2 separate regions of the Gossypium arboreum genome follow, and region 1 is linked to region 2. A link is a contact called in public Hi-C data. All regions are on one chromosome and are shown on one strand. Each heading gives the region's core, a stretch centred on a gene start, on an enhancer-like site or on the middle of the called end of the contact. The rest is flanking DNA. Distances are from core to core; before and after follow the strand shown. Region 1 holds the start of LOC108455652 (cactin). Region 2 holds the start of LOC108460718 (threonine dehydratase biosynthetic, chloroplastic-like).

Region 1 (3,553 bases), core at 557-3,056, 480 kb after region 2:
TAAACTGAGGTCCAACAAACAAATCAAACAACATGAAACTATAATATGACCAACAAAAGAAAAATCTCATAATCTAACTATATTTAGCAAACTGTTCTTCAATAAAACAATATTTAAAATGATCAAAATTGAAAGCTAGAGGCATTCTAAGGTGTCAAGTACAAGAGAAACAACAACAGATGGAGATATACCTTGAAAACCATGTATGGTTCATTTAGCTCTATATCCATATCATCAGAGCCATTCAGATGCTTGGACAAAATATCAATAGGCTTTGTACGGCCTTCACGCAATCTAATCTCTGATCTGACTTTGCTTTGATCAAAATGGAACTGTAGATAGCACATGTTACTATCCTAACCAACTATAAGGGAACAGAAAAAAAAAGTATCAACAAAAAAAAAAAAAAAAAGAACACAGCACCATACCTCCTCCTCCTTCTTCTCCCAATCGTCAAACTCAGCTCTAGCACGTTCTCTAGCTAGCAAAGCCTGCGGGAACAGAGATTAATAAACCAAAAAACATTTAATATCAACCAAGGAAGCCCCAGATAAAGTTTAATTTTGCAATAGGTCACAACCATGCTTTTCAAGAAACCAAACTTTACCATTTCTTCCTCATGTTGTGCTTTCTCAAGTGCCCTTTCCTCCCTTCTCTTTTTAACTTTTTCAATCTCAGCCTGCAATGTGAATTTGTATAAGCATTCATGAAACAATGGATTTCATTCCAAATTCAGATATTATATGATTAATAATACACAAAAATAACCTTAACCTATACCACCTCACCATTCTCTCTTTTTGTCTCTTCTTCTCAGCTTTCACTGAAAACGTGTCCAATGGCACCCCTTGGGCAACATCACGCTCGATTTTCTTCCGCCAAACAAATCTAAAGACCACATACAATCCCATTTGTATTAGATATTATTATTTATCACACAAATTCAGTCACTGGATTAGTGAAGCATTCAATCCCAGAAGATATTATCTATAAGTGCCTGATAAAAGATTGAGCAAGAACTTTAATTGCGACGATTACTCTGTAAATTTTGAGTTTCTTATAATTTTCCAGGTTCGAACACTCTAATCTTTTAACAGTAAGTCATCCATAAGAAAAAGAAAAAAGTTGAGAAAAGAAACTTACTTCTCGTTGAGATTCGAATCGCCAAAAGGATTTGAATCATTTGAATAACCCGATACTGTTTGTGCTTTCAATTTCTTCGCAGCTCGCGTTGCCTAATTAAAATATTGAACTATTAATTCACAAAAAAGAAATCCAAAATATTCGAAATAATCGAAGGAAAGCCAAAAAAAAAACCTTCTTTTGTGCTTTCTTTGCCATATACTCAGCAATTTCCTCTTCCGTGATGTTTCTAGAAGATCTCTTCTTCTTACTACGCCCTCGATCGCTTCCATCGCTATCATCACCGGAATCCTCTTCGGAATCACGACCGCGACGGCTCCGGCTACGGCTATGGCGGCTGCTTTTGCTTTTACTGCGACGGCTTCTATCCTTGCTGCGTTTGCGGGATCTTCTGTCAGGAGAAGAATCTCCGCTGTCGGTTTCGCCTGATTCAGACTCGGAAGCCGAATCGTCGTAAGATCTTCTTTTGCTTCGACTACTTCCTGCCATGACAGGATAGGGTTTTTGATTTGCAGACCAACCTCCAGCTATTAAGATAAATTTTGGATCCCGCCCTGGGTCGGGTTTAACCGACTTTAAAAACTTAACCTTCATGTTTATGAAATTTGCCATTTCCTTTTGGACGCAGACTGCTCAAACCAACTGTTACTAATCCAATTACTTTTATGGGTTTATCGGTCCAAATCAAATAAATTATTAAAATATTTAAAAAATTATAAAATTATGTTGAATTGTTGGTCCAATTTGTTTTTTAACATAATTTATCACTTCTTATCTATTCATCGATTTTTTACCTCTCTCGAATCAATGTTTCAATACAACCGATTGGTCCACTCTGTTTTTAAAAACAATAAAAATTTAGTATAAAATCTAAATAAAACTTTAGTTGAAATAAGGAAGTGTTAAAATTAAGATATTAAGTTTAAATCTTATTATATGTATGTATATTTTTAGATTTTATATGAAAATATTTTTTTAAAAGTAAAAATATCATCATAATAATATTTGCTATTTTGTAAAAGAAATAGATTTTTGGTATTTTTATTGAGTGTGACTTGGATAGGTTTAAATAATAACTAAATTATATCGTAACGTCTCGAATTAGGGCCTAGTCAGAATAGTGATTTCGGGACCATAAATCTGACATTAGAATAATTATTTTGTGATCATTATGAGGTCTAGGATGTGAAAATAAGCATGTGTTAAAGTTTCATGAAGAAATTCTATGTGTAAGGTGTCTAATTGGAAATTAATGACCAAATTAAATAAATTGCAAAACTTGGATTCTAGAAGCAATTTGTATGAAATTGCTTTGGAATATTAATTAGAGGTCCTTAAAGAGTAATTTTCCCAATTTCTAAGTTTTTGGACAAAAATGGACATGTATGGAAAATTTGGAAAGGTTAGTAAGGAAGGTCATTTTGGTCATTTGGTTAATTAATGAAATAAAAAGGGAAAATCAAGCAAAAATTCACTCATTTTCTTCTCCATACTGCTGACTTTGAAGGAGTCTCCATAGCTAGGGTTTTCCAACATTTCAAGCTCAATAGTAAGTGTTCCCTAGCCCCGTTTTTAATGTTCTTCGTATTTTTGAAACCCTCGTAACATGCTTTATCCATTTCTACCCATATTTCAAGCTAGGGTTCATGTTAGAAATTTGACCCATGCATGAGATGGTTGTTCTTTGATGATTTATGGAGGGTTATGAAAGTTAGTTGTTAGGTAAACATCTTTTGCTAGGTGATTTTTCATGAAAACACCAAAAAGGGACCTAAATGAAAAAGGCATAAAATGTGGGGTAGAAATGTGAAATAGAGGAAAATGTGGGCTAGTATGAGCTTATAATGCATTCGGCCAGGCTTGGGTAGCCAAGGAATTACATGAATTTCATTATACGAGACTTAGGACTAAATTGTAAATATTGTGAAAGGTTAGGGGCAAAATGGTCATTTTGCTCGAGGGGTGAGTTTTAGGCCTAAAATGAATAATGTGATGTATTAATAATCTAATTTTATTGATATAGACCCTGAGGAAACAATTCCAAAGGTCGACCGTGGAAAACGAAAGGTTTCGGAGTAACTGAAATACGAAACTGAAGCCATTACCAGGTAAGTTCGTATAACCCGAAGTAAACTCTTAATATACTTAAACATGTGTGTTCTTGAATGTATGAAAATTTAGATATTCATTGCATGATAATTATGAATATGCTTGTGTAAAGGAAAAATGATAAATGTCCCGGTTGAAATAGAAAAGGAAATCCGATGGATAAATTATGACTTACATGACATGAGATCCTGCATTAGTTGCAGAAAAGGATTTAGCTCAGACGGGTAATCCGACAATCTCAAAATAGAAAGGATCTAGCCCAGATGGGTGTTCCTTGAGTGATCGAGCCTCCCGAAGAACA
Region 2 (3,694 bases), core at 190-2,689:
TTGGCAGCCAATGCAACCCCTTGGGCATGATTGCCTGCTGATGAGCAAATAACCCCTTTTTCTAACTGCTCCTTCGTAAGCTTAGCCATCATATTATAAGCTCCACGAAGCTTAAAAGAGAATACCTGAAAATACCGAACATCAAACAAGTAAGCACTTTATCATAATATGGAAAATAAGGAACTGCAAAAAAACAAGTCAGGTACTCAGGTCTCTATTTCAAATACGATGAACTAGAAAGTAAAGTGTTTCCATTTTGGCAAGTTATTAACATACTCCACTCCACGATAGAACTAAAATTCAACTAACAAAATGTGAATGCTTACTCATAACACTAAGTATCTGAGGGCACATAAATTAAAAAACAGAAAGCGCTAATCCAAGATGAAATAAAGACTCCGCTAAGGTTTAAATAAGTAAAAGCAAAATCATAGAATATAAGATGTCCCAATCTCCCGACACCACCACCATTAATCATAGAAACAAATATCATTATAAATGAAAAACCAAAAGCCATAAAGACAAGGAAGTCTATCACATTTCAATAAATGTAATGCAGAACAAAAAACTACAACTTCAAAAAGAGTGCAAAATTTAAAAGAAAAAGGAACGTTGGAATCATTAAATAATGCACAAAAAGGTTCCATTTTTTAAAAACGGAAAGTTTTCTTACCGGCTGCAAATCTTCTCTCTTGAGCCAAACTTGATTACCCAATCGTTCAGACAACTTAGTCGCCAATTGTAACGGCGACTCTATCGCCACATCATAAACTTTGGACGACAATATATTCGTTAAGCATTCCATCGCATTCTTCACGTCGCCGTTTCCTTCGTCCACTGAACGTTCTGGAATCGCACCTAAGTACCCTGAGGGATATTGCAGGGAATTGGCAGACACCCTCGGCCGCTCGGAAGGCGCCACCACGAAACCTTGCGACGGAGACGAAGCGACAGTGTCTTCGCTAGAAGTAAGGGTCGGGGAAGAGACCTCAGCCGTCGGTTTTGACACAGAGACTCTGATCCGATGGGCGATACATTTCTTTGTAAAGTGTGGCCCAATGAATGATGTACGTAGCACGGTCTCTGTGCGGTGGAGTAGCGTCGGTTGAGGTGGCGCGAGGCGGAGACCCTCCATCAGTTCCTTTTTCTTCTTCCTTTTTCTTTTATGTAATAAAACCGTGATGTGTTTGTGAGGCGTTGAGGCGGCTTTGCCCTTTGGAGGGATTTTGTACCTTTTATAGGCCGAAAGAAGAAAATTGGAGTGGGGTACTCTCTTCCGTTTTGGCGCAATTTTAGAGTTGAAGAAACGGAGCCTGTAAATTAACGCCACGTAGTTTCGGTGACGAAAGGCTGTCACTTTATGGGACGAGATTTCGCTTCACTGCGGGTGACCTCTAAATGAAACATCAAACCAGAGACGGGCTACGTGGAAACAAATATGGAGTTAGCTTCATCTTATTTTAGGTAAGCTTTAAACTTTTTTTTATTAGGTCAGCTTTGAAGTAATTTGCTGTTGGAATTTGTTTTTATTTTAACAAAAAAATTAAAATTAACCAACACAATTCTATTAATTTTATTTTAGATCATGTGATCCGTTTGAATATATATAATAAGTTTGCATATTTGTGTGATGCATAGAGGTATGCATGGGTCAAGTTATCCGGCCAAGCCCGAAGGTCCGCTCGAAAAATAGGAGGATTCGGATAAAAATATAGGCCCGAAATATAGTTTGAGCAAAAAAATGAGGCCCGTTTAGAAATAGGACCGGGCTTTGGGTAAAACTTTTTTGCCCTACCGACCGCCCGAATTATATACTAAATATATATATATTATTTTAATATTATTTACATTTTATTTTCAATTTTAATATAACCACTTTTTATTATATTTTCAATTTATGTATTGTTTTTAAAATTATTTTAGTCTCACTTTTTATTTGTTTATTATTTTAATATTTGTTTTATATTTTTAAATGTATTTGATTTATTATATTTTAATTTTTTTATATAATGAAATAAGGTAAAAAATTAATATGGGTCGGGCGGACCGGGCAAGCTCGAGACTTAACAATTTTATTTTAAGTCGGGCTTGCACAAATTTTAGGCTCATATTTGAGTCGAAGCCAAGCTCGGGCCTAAAAATGGGCCTAAAATTTTGTCTGAGTCTACCCATGCACACCTTTAGTGACGCATAAATTAATCAGATTTATTAATATAATTATTTTAAAAGAAATAAAATTTTAATTTTAAAAAATTAATAATACAGATGATTAGTATATAAAATATATGTTTTATTACGAAGATTGAAAATATTATATTAAAATAATTATAACAAATAAAGATGTCATTGTTAAAATAAATAAAAAAATTTGGAATGTTTTATTATAAAATTTTATACTAATAAATAAATTAATTTATGAAAAAGTAATTGATAGTAATAAAAAGATTTTTATTATAAAAATAATAAAAATAAGATTAATTTAAAAAAGACTTATAAATGGTAATATATGAATAATAATTAAGTTATATTTAAAGTAAATTATCTAATATAATTTAAAAAAAACAATGAGCAAAAGCGTAATTTATCCAAAGTGAAACTAAATTATAATTTAAGCTATTTAATTTAAAAATAAATTATAAAAATATTAAATATATAAATATTCTTACAATAAAGTTTATTCTTTTAATTTTTTATTTTATTTTTCCATCTGAATTGGTATTTAATAATTCATGACACGAACTTAGTTAAATAATCTAAGTTAGTAAAAATGGTATAAATAATTAAAAATTCAATTTATTCATATTTTTAAGTTGGTGCCTACCATTTTATGAACCATTTTAAGTTGGTGATCATATTTTGAACAATAAATAAATTAATAAAGTTAATCTTGTTGGAAAAATCCGGTTTGAGAACGGTTTTTTTGCACAATAGAAATTTAAAATTTTGAAAATCGATTTGGTTTGTGATATTTATAGCAATACCTTAGACCGAAATCGTACATATGTTTCTATATAAGCGAATCCTTGATGTTTTTTGGCTTTCAACCAAACGATTTTCTCCGCTATTCTCATTGATCTGTTGTAATTTAATATGGCAAATTAGGCTTTCCTCATATACTTTTTTCAAGTACAATAGTGTCATTTACGTAGTTTTTGTTAGTTTTTAGGTTTTTTATTTAATAAGTGAAATTATCTCTTTTTTACTTATTTTGAGACTCAATTGTGTCATTTGGTGCCCTAAACTTCATTTGAGTGTTGTAGGTTTAGGGTCGAAGGTCCAAAATCACGTGAAAACTTCACCAAGCAAGGGTATCACGATGTCAGGGCTTTGGAATAGCGATACCTTCACCAATCCTGGGACCAAGACATTTGCAACACCCCTTACCTAGTCCAGTCATCGAACCTGAGTAATGAGGTGCTACGAACAAATAAAAAACACTTACAAGAAAATTATAATTTAAAATATTAATTAATTATCGAGCATCAACCATTTATCGAGCTTACAAAAGGTTAAAACTAGTAGGCAATTAATAGGGATTAAATTGAAACAAATTTAAAAAGGAAGGAAAAATCTGTATATAGGGGCCACACAGCCGTGTCGCCATGCACGAAAACTTAGCCCATGTGTGAAAAACCATATGGCCGTGTCACTAAAATCGTGTACAAGAGTCAAACCCGTGTAAGATAGGCCACAT

Evidence for each region. Hi-C and Micro-C count contacts between places; a contact is called where the count stands out from the background.
Region 1: a contact with region 2 is called in a Hi-C map of leaf, with 2.7 times the contacts expected there. The contact joins the promoter of LOC108455652 here to the promoter of LOC108460718 in region 2. A contact is called at or near these places in 2 of 5 Hi-C or Micro-C datasets (both in leaf).

What each region holds. Positions count from the first base shown.
Region 1 is chr4:93,997,144-94,000,696 of ASM2569848v2, forward strand. LOC108455652 (cactin) reads right to left here and starts at 1,807. Exons shown (of 14, transcript XR_008281847.1): 1 at 1,318-1,807; 2 at 1,144-1,235; 3 at 789-888; 4 at 608-679; 5 at 429-491; 6 at 192-332.
Region 2 is chr4:93,521,082-93,524,775 of ASM2569848v2, forward strand. It overlaps LOC108460718 (threonine dehydratase biosynthetic, chloroplastic-like), which reads right to left and starts at 1,440. Exons shown (of 9, transcript XM_017760324.2): 1 at 674-1,440; 2 at 1-125. The coding sequence starts at 1,135.